3 separate regions of the Mus musculus genome follow, and regions 2 and 3 are each linked to region 1. A link is a contact called in public ChIA-PET and Hi-C data. All regions are on one chromosome and are shown on one strand. The core of a region is the stretch at or near the end of the contact, and the rest is flanking DNA. Distances in the headings are between cores, read along the strand shown. Region 1 has its middle 16 kb from the start of Gm39321. Region 2 holds the start of Sc5d (sterol-C5-desaturase). Region 3 overlaps Sorl1 (sortilin-related receptor, LDLR class A repeats-containing).

The links. A called contact is a pair of places that touch in the nucleus more often than the background predicts. ChIA-PET counts read pairs in DNA pulled down with a chosen protein or histone mark.
Region 2: an RNA polymerase II ChIA-PET map of memory CD8 T cells shows a contact between it and region 1, with 29 read pairs. The contact joins the promoter of Sc5d here to the enhancer-like site in region 1. A contact is called at or near these places in 5 of 39 promoter capture datasets (embryonic stem cells, pre-B cells and stem cell-derived epiblast-like cells), 7 of 484 Hi-C or Micro-C datasets (the HL-1 cell line, double positive thymocytes, embryonic stem cells and 1 more), 5 of 115 datasets of contacts at active chromatin or transcription factors (bone marrow-derived macrophages, embryonic stem cells, memory CD8 T cells and 1 more) and 2 of 9 other capture datasets (liver and pancreatic islet).
Region 3: a contact with region 1 is called in a Hi-C map of CD8 T cells, with 1.8 times the contacts expected there. The contact joins two enhancer-like sites. A contact is called at or near these places in 6 of 39 promoter capture datasets (the 3T3-L1 cell line, 3T3-L1-derived adipocytes, the C10 cell line and 3 more), 3 of 484 Hi-C or Micro-C datasets (CD8 T cells and embryonic stem cells) and 4 of 115 datasets of contacts at active chromatin or transcription factors (CD8 T cells, double positive thymocytes, large pre-B cells and 1 more).

Annotation. Positions count from the first base shown.
Region 1 is chr9:42,155,859-42,160,717 of GRCm38.p6, forward strand. No RefSeq gene overlaps it. Among named protein-coding and RNA genes, the nearest start is that of Gm39321, 16 kb to the left of the region's middle. Within about 2 kb of position 2,928, at least 54 of the 459 cell types and tissues checked have an H3K27ac peak or open chromatin away from gene starts, as enhancers often do. A contact at or near this core is called in CD8 T cells, bone marrow-derived macrophages, memory CD8 T cells and 1 more, where this site is marked.
Region 2 is chr9:42,261,917-42,266,287 of GRCm38.p6, forward strand. It overlaps Sc5d (sterol-C5-desaturase), which reads right to left and starts at 2,384. Exons shown (of 6, transcript NM_172769.2): 1 at 2,290-2,384; 2 at 135-215.
Region 3 is chr9:42,029,843-42,034,650 of GRCm38.p6, forward strand. Sorl1 (sortilin-related receptor, LDLR class A repeats-containing) reads right to left here. Exons shown (of 48, transcript NM_011436.4): 19 at 3,723-3,814; 20 at 1,827-2,073; 21 at 1,037-1,175. Gm16214 (predicted gene 16214) reads left to right here. Exons shown (of 5, transcript NR_165259.1): 3 at 1,475-1,919; 4 at 3,504-4,224. Among named protein-coding and RNA genes, the nearest start is that of Gm16214, 9.6 kb to the left of the region's middle. Within about 2 kb of position 2,804, at least 41 of the 459 cell types and tissues checked have an H3K27ac peak or open chromatin away from gene starts, as enhancers often do. A contact at or near this core is called in CD8 T cells and thymic regulatory T cells, where this site is marked.

The sequences.
Region 1 (4,859 bases), core at 1,678-4,177:
TGCACAGCGGTGTAGACGAACTTGCTGCTCACGGCATGTTGGGAAGTGTTTCAGTAGAACGTTTTGTTGAGGCTATTTTACCACGATAAAAACCCTTGTTATTTGTACCTGTCTTCCCCAAACTGAGAATCTCCTATCAAGATGCAATTCCAAGACTGTGTGATTCAGGGGATAGGAAGCAAATCAGGAACAAAATAATGCAGGAACTCATGGGTCCTCAAGAGTTTCAAAGCTCCAGCAACCTTACCCAAATCAAGTCAAGTCAAGATGCTGTTACCCAAAGCAGCCTAGGATAGGATATCTTAGTTGGCAATTTCTGTTCTTGTGGGGATGGGGAGAGTGTTTAATTGTAGGAAAATGAGGGAAAGCTTACAATTCTTCCAAAGCATTCCAATCACCGAATATCTTTTTTCCATCTGTCATCAACTTAAAAAGATTAATTTCAATTGAAAAGTTATTTGTAAAAAAAGAAAAAGTTACAACAAAAACAAAAAAGCTGGGCGGTGGTGGTGCATGCTTTTAATCCTAGCCCTCAGGAGGGCAAAGGCTAGCAGATCTGTGAGTTCAAGGCCAGTCTGGACTACAGAGCAAGTTTCAGGACAGCCAGGGGGACACAGAAACCCTGTCTCAAAAAACCAAATGTATGTGTATGTCTGTGTGTGTGTGGGAGTGGGTGCATGCACGTGCATGCTTGTGTGTGTGTGTGTGTCTGTGTGTGTGTGTGTGTATGTGTGTGTGTGTGTTGGTGGGGGGTGTGTGTGCACATGAGAGCAGGTACCTGCAGAGACCAAAAAAGGGCCAGATCTCCTGGAGCTGGAGCTGCTTTCGAGCTGCTCACTCTGGGTTCCAGGGAATGACCTTGGGTCCTATAGAAGCAGTATGAGTTCTTAACTGCTGAGTCATTCCTCTGGCCCCCAAACTACAAGCATGACAACATCCTAGGTAACATGCATACATACAGACAGAGAAGACACACCTTAGAATGCTCTCTTGTCCTTTCCCCCTACTCTGAAGTAAACGTTTTCTCCTTTCCTGGTGTTTATCGCCCACTTCTTTCCTTTACATCTGAAATAGGCTCCCTCTGTTTACTCACTATTGGTCTCTGCTTTCCTGAGCCTTCGGGACTTAACGATGGATGGTGGGTGGCTCTACTTAAGGTTTCTTCCTCTGCGATACGATCACTACCCAGCAGAAGGCCCCTCCCTTTGCCTTTAGCACTGCTTCAATTCTCCTGACCCCCCTGCCCAATAATCCTGTATGAAAACCTGGAATAGCCTCAGGCCATTGGCCCATCTCAGAGATCCAGTTCTGTTGTATCCAGTTCCATTCTAGTTATCATAGTTAGTGTCTGAGACTTACTGTTCCTTCCTGAACCATGCTTCATCCGCCTAAGTCAGGCTTTAGTGATAATTAGAAAGGGGGTGACAGATATGGGGATTTGATTGTCTGGCTTACTTGTTATGAGTTATAGTTTTAAAACTGCTAATTTATAGGTATGACCAACATGGGAATTTCACTGTCTGGCTTACTTGTTATGAGTTATACTTTTTAAAGTGCTAACTTATATGACAAATCTAGGAGGCTCTGTTGGCTAGCACAATTTATTTTATTGAAGTAAGAGGTGGTGTTTTCCCTAATGCTTTAGGCAAGCTCACTGACCTGTATAAACCCTTCTAATATTGTTTAAGTGTCTTTACAGAATCTAGGACAGTCACCAGCAATGGAGTTCAAGTGTTTGCAATAGGTATCCTCTGAATATTTACATCCAAAAGTCAAAAAGGCTAAAGAGCACCTAAATACAATATGTGAAATACAAGCACGGTTGTAATTGATTCACATTTCCCCGCAACTAATGTTTTCAAACTAAGCATCTGTCTTCTTCTCCTGAGAACCAACCTGCTGGAACGGCCAGGTGCTCCTTAAGCCACTGGTCCTCCTAACAAGACAACACTGGTGACTTCTCATTGTCTTTTCCAATGGGTTTCACTCTGAAGTCCTCCCATAGGGACTAATAGGCAGGGGTTTGGGTTCCACATTAGGCTCTAGACAGCTTATTCTGTACTCAGGGAAGGCACATGTTCTCACAACATAGATCCACTGAGCCCACTCCTAGTCTTCAGATATCCCAAAGAAGCTCTTCCTGTGGCGCAGAGAGGCAGTCTGGTTTTGGTCTTTCCGTCCACCCCTCAGAGCAGCAATCACTGACCGGTCAATCTCTCCATCTTTCTGTACTGCCCATGGGTGTGGATTTTAACAATTCAGGCTTGTCTTTTCTAGGTCAACTAGCATTTCTCAGAGTATTAGCCAACCTAGTTCCCTGCTATGCCAAAGCCCTTTGTCTGCTTGTCTTCAATATTGCAGGCAAATTCATGTATCCTCTTAATGAGGCATCCTGTTACTGAGGCATTCCATCCCCCAGTATTAAAATCAACTTCTTCGGGACTCCAGCAGATCACCTCATGGACTGAGCAACTGAGCAACTCCTGGATTCTCTCGGCCTGCTCATCTCCAATTCAGTTTATTTAAAGCAATAGCTACAGATTCCAAATCCTGCTTTTGCCCCTGGAATAGAATGTATATGTATATATGTATATGCATATGATGTATATGTATTTGTAAATGTATACATGTTTATATTAATTGTATAGGTGTTCCTGGGGAAGTGTCAGATCTCCTGAAACTGGAGTTCTAAGCAGTTGTAAGCCACCTTTGGAAGCTGGGAATTGAACTCAAGTCTCCTGGATGGACAGCCAGTGCTTACGGCTGGGCCATCTCTCCAGCCCCACTGGCACAGCTGCTGGCGCTCAGTGGTGTGTAGGTCTGTCTCACTGCGTGAATTTTCCTTTCAGAGTGCAAGGGGGAAATCATTCTCCATTTCAGAGGTGACGCTGCAAGGCCAGAAAAGGAAGGAGTTGAGAGAGTGTCATTGGTACATCCACTAAAAGAAAAACCACAGGCTGTCATCATCAGCTGTAGAGGGGAATAGGAACCGGAAGGAAAGAGAGCAGGCTTTCAACCCTGTACAGCAGAACTCTAAAACATGGGCATGCACCCGGGCAGGTGTGGAAGTCAGCACCTTATATCTGCAACCTTGAAAACACAGCATCAGACTGTGTTATTTGTCCTCAATTTGGGATCAAAAGGATTTGAGGGAGGGAGGTGAGAGACAGCAGCATGCTCCCACATGAAAGGCTTTCTCTCTGTCTCTTAACTGCTTTTTAAAAAAATCTGTGGGTTGTGGCTGCTACTCAGCCTAACACTCACCAGCCACACACAGGACTCACTAAAAACTCAAAATCAAAACAAAAGTTGTGCATGTAAGGTTTTCAATTTTTCTTCTATTCTTTGAGATTACATAATGACATCAGTCTCCCATTCTCCTCCCCCTCAAAACCCTTACATACCGTATCTCATCCCCTCTCCTTCCTCTCTTTCAAGCCCACAGCCTCTTTTTCTCATTAGTTGTTACATACACACATATGTATATGCATATATTTAAACATTTATTCCTAAATACGTAGGTACAATCTGTTCAGTCTCCATAAAGATACTTACATGGATATTCTCAGGGCTGATCCCTTGGTATGGAATAACCAGTTGGTGTGCCCCTGCCAGGGGAGACTGTCTTTCCCATCCCCAGCATTTCCCAGTTTCCTGCAGCTCGTTGTGCTCAGACCCCATTACCCTCTTCCCTATCCCTATCAGCGCGTCTATGGTTGTTGTCCTTGTTCAGCTTTGGGAGGTGTGGCCTCTGACACTACTCCAGCAAATTCCCAGATCCTCCAGCTATTATGATCTTTCGGCCTCTCTTCTGTAAGGACCCCAAGTCTTATATGCAGGAGTTACATTCTAGATTTTTCTATTTCGATTGGCATCTCTACATTTTGATTGGATGTGGTTTTCTGGAACAGTCTCTGACTGTTGCAAAGAGAAGTGTCCTGATGAGGGTCAGGACTACACTTATCTGAAGGGGTTTTTGAAAGCCCGTGTGAATAATAAGGGAAATTCTTTTCTCTTTTCTACCAGCTTAGACTTTGAGAAAAGAAAAAGCACTTTAACTTGGTAGGTATTAATTTCTTGTACTTACTGAGGAAAATAAATACTTCTTTCTATATCCTACCTCCTCAGTGGGATTTAAGTATGGAGAAGGGCCTGGAATGGGGTCAGAATTCTCAGTCTTGACCATCAGACTCTGCAAATTATAGCTGTCTGTCACTGCATAGATTATGTGCTGGTTCCCAAGGTCCTGCCGCCATGTCTCTGATTTTAGGGATAGGTTTAAAAACCAAAACCAAAACCAAAAACTTCTCTGTTTACTCTATTTACTTTACAACTGGTTCACAACTCACCCCAAGTTAAATTTGGTTACTTAATAGCACACTTTCTTATGTATAATTTAATCTCTCTATGTGTATTCATGCACACATGAATGTTAATGCAAGTGCGCACACACAAGCCACACCACACATGGCAATGTCAGAGGACAGTCGAAAGTATTGGTCCTTGCCTTCCACCCTGTTTGTGACAGGGCTCCTGGCTTTTTCCACTGACTAAGTCAGGCTATGGGACCTGCAAGCCTCCAGGGGTTTGCCCGTCTCTGCTTCCCAACTCTCTGCAGGAGTGCCGGGATTACAGATGTGCACACTACCGGTTCTGACTTGGTTATGGGAATTTGATTCCAGGTCCTCACAGTTGTTCAGCGAGCATTTTATCCATATTCATCTTTCTTTCTTTTAAAAGTATAACTGAAGTATAATTAACTACTAAAAAAAATTTTCCACTTTAAGTATACAAGTCAGTGACTCTGAGCAAGGCATGAATGGCATTTTGTAACACCCCGAGCCAATTTTAGAACATTT
Region 2 (4,371 bases), core at 1,134-3,633, 110 kb after region 1:
CACCTTCACTGCCACCCACAGGCTGCCTTCAGACACTTCTGACCTTTTCACTTGGAAGTAAACCAAAAGTTGACAAAACAAAAGAACAAACAAACAAACAACAAAACATATCCAGAAGGCACAGGCAGGAATACCTGGTATGTGACCCAATAAACAATGGTTGTGTCTGTCACTTGGAGGCAGGATCTACCATCAGATAAGGGCGAGGACTGAACCTATGAGGAAAGAAAAAACTGTTTGGATCTCAGGGCTTCCAGGCTTTGACACAACGACTGCTCCTGACACAACGACTGCTCCTGTACTAAGTAAACTTTTACAGGCACGAAGTGGTAACCTAGTGCAGGTTGTTCAACTGCCCCCACAGGTACCAAACTGCTTCGTGCATCCTCAAACAATGGAAGACAGTGTCAATCTCTCCACAACCCCTGGAGTACCTTCAACGCATCAGGGAAGAAAAGGTTATCTTGGTGCTGACTCCATAGTCAGCTTGAGTGCTACTGAGCACAGCTTCATATATTTGTACCACATGACACGACACTTTTCCCGTGAAGGCTCTGCGTCTCCATCCTTTGGTCGCTTTCCCCTGGGATTTTTCAGTTTCTTCATTAAAAACCTTTCCTACCCCTGCCCTTCTCCCTGAAGCTCATTACTCAGGCCACACTCCCTCTACAGCTTCCCAAACAGCCGAAACCAGAGGTTTGCAGCATCGGCCACAGCTGGGAGGTGTTTGCTAAGGAACTTAGCCTGTTGCTTATGGAATGAGCCACACATGTTTTCTCTCATCCTGAAAAACTTAAATTACATTAAATGTCAGGTGCTCATTTCCCCATCATATATGCCACTCACAATTCAAAAAAAGCAATTCAACCAGCATCAAGTGCTAGACAGTGAGAAACACCCACATGGCCATACCAAATTGTATGTAAATTGTAAAGGTGCAACCCCTTAAAGTCAAAGACAGCTCATGGACTCTAAGATAATTAGGCATTATTGCTTGAAATGTAAGTTTACGTTAAATAGTATACTGCTTTGGCAGAAAAAAAACCCACAATTTTTGACTTTAAAACATGGTTATCAATTAAATGGGCCTGGGGTATAATTCAGGGATATTCCTTTGGTGTAGTATGTCCAAAGCCTTGGTTCCTATCCCAGCATCAGATAAATAAGTAAACATATATAAATCCACTATTATACTTAAATGACTTAAAACTATTATATTTTTCTTAACTGAAAAAAGTACAGGAACAATAACTAGCCATTTATATATTTAAAAAATACTACATATTATTTTAAGCACTCCACCCCTCCCCCCTTTGGCTATGTGGCCTGGAACTTGCATTCTCCTGCTTCAGTCTCCAAAGCTCTTGGATGCTCTGCAGTACCTCTCATCCGGCCTTTACACATCTGGAGGAGTGATGGAGAGATTCTCCCATCTAATTCTCACAAGTCTATAACGTGTGTCCGCGTATAATCTTAATAAACAGGACAGTGAAGGCGCAATGCCTTAAACAGCTTTGTTCTGTAAGGAGCAGTCGATGTGTAAAGCCTACACAAAAAGTTCTACACAGCATTACTTCCCTAGAGTCACAAATACAGATGGGGAATTCTGAGTTCTCCACGTTCATTATATTACAGGATGAATGCAAAAGTCCGTAAGACAGTAAGGGTCAGAAGGTAAGCACTTTAACACAACTAATGAAAATGCAAACTCAACTAACACAAAATAGTCAAATAACTTCGCTGCCGCCGAGATATTGTTTCCACTTGTACCACCTCCCAATTTACTCGGCAATAAGAAGGGATGCCAGTATGAGTGACTTCTTAACGATGCTTAAAGTGTGCACGCTACAGCGTATGGTCTTCAGAAAGGCAGGGAGTGACGGCCCACCACCCTCCCTAGGCCTCAATCGGACGCTGGTTCGCAACCTGGTACCTTCTCCAGGAAGTGCCGGTGGCAAAGCAAATCACCAGCTTTTCCCACCTCACCCTGGATGTGGGGTTCACAGTAGGCAGGCAACCTCTAGCACTGGCAGGGACCCAGCTTTACCGGGCCAGGGTCCTTCCCCGCTCCCATATAACCTTATCCCCATCGCAGGCCCCGGGGACCAAGGTGTCCGCCAGGCCAGACCCCCACCCCCACCCCCACCCCCCCATGCCACCTGCGCTTTAGCAGGGACGGCCACACGGGTGCGGCGGATGCCGTACCGGCGCCGGGCACCCGGGGATCCTCGCGACCGCCCGCGGGTCCTCCCACTCGCGGCTGTCCAGCTGCCAGCGCACGGAACCTACCTGCCAGGCCCAGCAGCTCCGTCAGCCGCGGCTTTACAGCCAGCGGAGAGTACGAGCCAGAGCGCCCGAGACACCGCCCGCTCAGCAGAGCCCCGCCCATGTGCAGGCAGCCGGCCAATCAGCAGCCGGCGCAATAAGCTGATGTGACGGCGGATCGCGCGACCTGGACCGGCGCGGTCGCGGCGGTCACGTGGTCGCCGCGTAGGCGTCCCGCGCTCCCCACGCCTCCCCGCACCCCCGAACCAGGTCCAGCACTCTGCCGGGACTATCCAGGCGCTTCATGATGCTGCTACGGGGCGGACGAAGCTTGCTTTCCTTCCCACTTTCTTCCCGCCCAGAAAGTTGACTAGAATCGTGCAAAGGACCCGGGATGAATGCAAAATGACAGCCTGAAGTAGGATTAATGACGCTTCCTTTGATGTTAATGGTGGAGTCTTTTGTCCCATTTTTGTGACTCAAACGTTCATCAATCCGCAGTTATTTGTCACTTCCCTGCAAGTCCTCTTATGCAGCGTTAAAATATGTAAATCGAAAGTTATGTGTAGCAGAGTAAATTTAAAAAGCAATTATTAATAGCGATAAAAATAGAGAAAGAGGTTATGATCTGGCCCAACTGGTTTACATAGGTAAAGATAGGGGTGGGGGAGGTGAACTTAAAGATCAAATTGGCTAATTATGACTCGGGAATGTAGACAGCAGCCCATTCTATAAAATACAAGAGCTCCCTAAGGTGAGCAGTAGGGATCAGCAGTATTGGCCAAAATGAAAAGAACCTAAGAAGAAGAAAGGCCCAAAAGACTAGTACTTCAGAGTTACTTCAGAGAGGATTGACCTGTCGTCTGTTTCTGGTATCAGGGTCCTACCAATTGATTAGTTTTGTTTTGTTTTTTTGTTTTGGTTAGAAGGAGCCAGGCATTTCAAAAGCCAGTTTGATTAAGTGATATATTGAGCATGAGAGACAGTTCTGGCCAGATCTGATCTTCCAGAGCTCTGAGGCAAAAGCCTAGTCCAAAATGACTCTATAAATTACACTTAACAAAGTGTGTTTGCCAGTGTTCTCTGGAGGAACAGAACTGATAAGATGAATACATACATAAAAAATTTATGAAACTAGCTTAAAGTAATAACAGTTGTCTCACCCCAGAAGAACTAAACCCCTAGTAGCTGTTCCATCCACGAGGCTGGTTACCTTGCCAGCCAGAGTAGTCCTATAATGGCTGTCTCACATTGGAAAAATGAACAGCCTGGTAGAGCGTCTGTCTACCAGGCTCAGTGCCACAGCAGTTCCTGTATACCTGGAGAGTCCCTGGCCTTCAGCCAACAATGGAAGTTTGGAAATAATAGTTTGGGTTTCACCAAAGACAGCAGCAGCAAGCAAGCTCAGCTGCCAGGGGAAGATGGAAGACCAAGCAAGCTAAAGGGATATCATACTCTCTCTACTCTGCTCCTGGGCCTATTGGCAGAAATGCTGCACGCGCTTAAGGTAGCTTCTTTGATATCAACAGAGACGATGAGGACCATGCGGCTCTCTGGTCAGTCGTTGCTGATTTGTGGCAAGTTGTGGTGAAAACCAGCCACCACACTAAGAGAAACTAGACAGGAGTATGTGTGAGTTCCACAGGTGAGCTCTGGAGTGAGAGCCTAGGCTTTGCACTGCTTTAGTGGGTCTGGTCATCAGCTTTCTCCTGGGGCTTCCACTGTAGTACTTCCCAAGGTCTCCTCTCCCATCCCCAAAATTGACACCATCTGGGCAATTTCTAGAAGTGTAGATGTAAAGGAGAAGCAACCGGGTGACTCCACTCTGATTCCTTCTATAAGCAAGTTGTTCCTCGACAGCCAGGAGCCTCCTCTCTGTTTATAAAATAAAGTATGGTCCAATACTAGAATACAGATGAAAGCCAACTCAGTTTCTGAGCACGTCTCATCATTTTCTGACACTTCATCTTCTGATATTCCTGGGATGGTTGTCATTCTATTGAATTAATAAACAAGACGGGGCTAGAGAGATGGCTCAGTGATGAAGAACACTGACTGCTCTTCCAGAGGACCTGGTTAGATTTCCCAGCATCCACATGGCAACTC
Region 3 (4,808 bases), core at 1,554-4,053, 130 kb before region 1:
TTCCCAGCCAAGCCTTGTCTTTCTCTGGGAGTCTCCTTCAAGAGAAGCAAACAAGCAGCCAAGGAAAAAAAGGAAGCCTCCCAGAACCGCAATCTCAGCTTGCAGGACAGGCTGGTGGTAGGTCCCAGAATCCTGAGCTCATAGTTTTAGACGAAGACTAAGGCAGGAGTGATGGTGCACACCTGAAGGCCTGGTGCTAAGTGAGCTGAGGCAGGAAGACTGAGAGTTCTAGGACAACCGAGGTAACACCACAAAACTCTGTCTCAAAAAGAAACGACAGAAACAATCAGAAACTCTGTCTCAAAAAGAAACGACAGAAACAATCAGACATGATGGCTCACACCTGTAATTCCAGCACTTGGAAGGCTGAGGCAGGGGGGGTGGGGGGCTGGCCTGGGCTCCACAGTGAGTTTCAGGCTAGTCTGAGCTGCAAGGTGAGAATTCCTTTCTACATAAAAATAAACTCTGCTCATCCCTTCTTTCCACGAAGAAAAACTAGACACCTACTAAGTGCTAGGCACTGGTAAAACATTGAGAAGAGAAAACAAGACATTCATTTCCTGAGGTTCACACATTCAGCGTGGATCATGAATGAAAAAAGCCTGCACACAGTGTGGCCACAGAAGTAGGTATGTTCAATGGACACCGAAGCAGCTGGGCAAGCAAGCATCTGAGAACCCAGCATGCGCCATTCCTTGTGAACGTGCCAAAGATTAAGCACATTATGGTCCTCTCTTTGCGGCTGGACCCAAAAGCCCATCCCACCCATCACTGAGGAGCCAAGGGCAGGAAGACTGGTAATCACTCACTAAGCACCCGCACTCCAGGCAGGCAGGACTCCCTGTCTTCCAGCTGTTTGTGTATCATTAGAAAAGAAATTAAGATGCCATTAGGAAGAAATTAAATAATGTGCATGTTGTTGTGACAACAGAGAGGCACACTGCCAGATCCTGCTCTGAGCGGGGATTGCCCATTTGCAGCCCCTTTCTAGAGACCAAGTCTGGGGAGAGAGAGAGAGAAGGGGACACGGCCTTACCAGCATTCTTTCCCTTGTAGAAAACCTTCATGTCCATGAGGCCCGTGAGCTGGCTTGCTAGAATCTCCACCTGGGATCTGCTGTGCTTCGAAGCTCTGAAGATGCTGAGCTGTGACCAGTCATCCCAGTAGATCTCATTCTAAAGAGAAATGTTTAATCTAGTTCAATGGTCCTGCTTTCGGGACACTTCATGAAGACAAGGGGCACTCCATCCCACCACTACGCAGGGACAACAGATAATTACTGAATAACAGGCCGAGTCAAAGTTTCACTTAAGTGCAAATGTCAGTGGTTTTATTGAAACCTCACCAACGGCCCTCAGGAAGAAATGACCTAGAAAAGGCTATCTAGTACTCATTTAGTTGGACCATGGTGTGTGTGGGGGATGGGGGGGAGAGGGAGGGTGACTTAGTTTTGAAATATGTTTCTCCATTCTAGGTAGATGCATTTGCTCCCTAGGGTGAGAACGACTGGAAGGTTATATAGATGGCACACAGCATCAGTCAGCAGGGAGAGAAGCAAGGGATGAAGATGCGAAACTGAAACAAGGCCACAGGCCCTGAAAAGGAAAGAGATTCACTCAGAGGAGGAGACCTCAACCTCCAACCTTTTGAAACGTAAGCAGTGGTAGAAGCCTACATCTCTCCATGAAGGATGCAAACAAGTCTGTGCAGATTTGAAGGCACGGCGTTTTTAAGGCCTCTGGCCAACTGCAACAGCCCAACAGGCCTCAGCTCTCCGCCTAGCCACGTGCTTCCCCGTCTCTGGCAGACTGCGCGTGAGGACTCGCCTTAAAGACAGCGATGGCATAGGGGTGTGGGAGGCTGTCAAGGATGACTGAACGCTGCTGGCCACTGAAAGTGATGCGCTCGATACAGTCCAGGTAAGCATCCGTCCAGTAGATCCACTGGCTGTCCACAGAGATGCCATTGGGCCACTTCACGTCCTCTGACACAAGGCGGTAGGCAGCAGAGCCGTCCATGTAGCTCCGGTAAATCCCAGGCTTCAGGTCCCCCCAGTCAGTCCAGAACATCACCCTGGTCAATACAGGGACCACACAATCTCATCAGAACGACACAGGCCAGCCTTGATTCTACGTCTCAGAGGTAAGTAACCTCTCAAAGCCATCATTATCACTACTGCCTGTCTATATTTGACATGCAGTCACTCATTATTACTACCATCTATATTTGAGATTCATTCAGAAATGTAGTTGAACTTGACTCAAAAATTCACCTACTGAAGTCTGCCTATAATCACATTATTCCAATACTATACAAAGAGATCCACATATATGCATGCTAATCTAAATGCTAATTGGCAGAGGAAGTGATATGTAGTATTATACAATAGAATATACCTACTGCAATGCCCCCAGAATATTGTATCCAAAATAGTTTGAAATCTATCTATTGTATGTGCTACTTAGTTTTTGACAATGACACAAACTAGAGTCACCTCAGAAGGAGAAACTTCAATTAAGGAACTGCCTTTATCAGACTGGCCTGGAGAAAATCTGTGGGCCAGTTGTTGTTGTTGTTGTTGTTGTTGTTGTTGTTGTTGTTGTTGTTGTTGGATTCATGATTGATACAGGAGGGTCCAAACCTCTGTGGGCAGTACCACCCTGGGCAGGAAGCCGGCTGAGCAAGCCACTGGGAGCAATCCAGTAAGTGTGGTCTCTGTTTCAGTTCTTACCTCAGACTGCCTCAGGGAGGGAGTATAACCTGCGAGCAAAATAAACTCCTTCCTGCCACCTCGGTTTTCATCCATGTTCTTACCGAAGCAACTAAACCGCTGTGTGTGCTCTGATAAGCCGCTGTCACTCAATGTGCATGTCCGCTGACTGGCAGGAAATCACAAACAGACTGATTCTATCTGACAAGTCGTGTGTGTCACTAAGGGGCGCTGTATTTAATGATCATGATTGAACACCAGTAAAAAGACTCTGAATAATGCAAGCAAAAAATTAATTGTGGCTATTATGCATGAGTAATGCTGACTATTACGTAACAGTGATGTGATTGCATCCCGAGGATGTAGGAGGATGAAGGGTGACGAATGAGAACAGGGCAGACTTAAGCATCCTTTCAAGGTCTTCTCTTTTAATATCTGCAACCAAGCCCATAGATTTCTTTTAGAGTGTCCTTTTAAGAATAGTGTTAATTCTCAATCATAAATACACACAGAAAGAAAAGCTAGCACAGCATTTCCTTCTTAGTAATTTTTGCTGTGATGAAGGAGTTAGTGAAAAGCAGTCGTGCGTACCCCAAGTGCACAGTAATTTTAAGTAAGAAAACTTGCACACGCTGGGAGTTCTGTGTGTGAGAGTGACTGGTCGAATTAAATGTTTGTGAGATTCACGGAACTCGAGATTAAAAAAAAAAAAAATCCTTACAATTTATCAGTGGCCTGACTGGTTTACAAAGACTCTCTTTCATGTTACCTTTTCTATTGAAACACCCCACAGATGTGAGACATCTGGAGACCATAAGAGAGTCGGATGCTTTCTAATGAAACACACAGAGTTATCGGACCACGACAAGCAAGCTATGGCTTCAAGAGCCTCAGTCAACAGGTTATCTCCCCCATGATCACCAGAAGCAGAAACCTGGCCTCACATTTTCACTTTCATGAGCATCTCTTACAGCAGTGGGCGTGACGCTGACTCCCCGTAAGGAACACTTACCCTTCTTGGGGTACAAGGACTAAAGCCCTGGGTCGATCAAGCACAGAGGAATTGACGATTGTCAGTCGGAAGTCACCATCTGGATTAGCTACCTGACAAAACAAAGGGGGTGGGGGAAGGAGAGAGATCTAAATTCCTTACAAAGCCCACAAAACCAAAGCCCTCCAGGGGCCCTGCCTCTGGCACACTCTCCACACCTGCCCTCTACTCCCGGGTCTCATTCTAGAACCACTGGGGAGCCCGCCTTGATTCCCAATCAGAAGGCACTCATCGTGTCCCTGGCTGAGATAATTCCCACGTGGGCCGAAGGAGCAGCTAGAGCTGTGTGCTCTCTGACGCCAACCCCGGAGCATGACAACTTGCGCAAAGGTGACTGTTGTGGTCCCTTGGAGTCCAAGAACGCTTCAGTGCTTGCATACAACCCTCACACAGCTTCCTGCCTGTTCTAAGCCACCCCTAGATCACCTGTAATTCCCACGACAGTGCTGGTGCTAAGTAGTAGGTGAGTTGCTCAGGAATGGAACAACAGGAAAAGATGTCTGCACACTCAGTACTGTCTTGGTTTTGTTTTGTTTTGTTTTTTACTATTTTCGATTCGTGGATATGAAACCACAGATTTGGAGGGCTGACAGAACGACTCTATATGCCAACCACTTCTGCCAGGGTCCTGAGAGGATTCCCCTCCGGCATCAGGCTCAACTCGGGAGTCCCCAGAAGCTTCCCCACTCTCTTCCCTCTCCACGTTATCCACTCCCCAAGCACACGATCGATCGAGAGACTTGCTTCCTGTTCTTAGCAGAAGGACAGGTTTCTTTGTCTCCTTTCCACTGAGCTGCTTCCTTTGTGTGGTTTCTGTTTGCTTTAAGACAAGATCTCTGTGTATCTCCAGCTGGTCTTTTAACTTACTATGTAGCCCAGGCTGCCCTCAAAATCTTGATCCTCCTGCCTCAGCTAAGTGCTGGGATTGCAGGAATACACCACCATACCTGGCTCCTTTAAACTAAAAGCTAATCAGAAAGAGAATGCGTGTGTCCTTTCCTTGCTCACTGTGTCATTAAACACAAGACCAGGACTGACATGTATCCT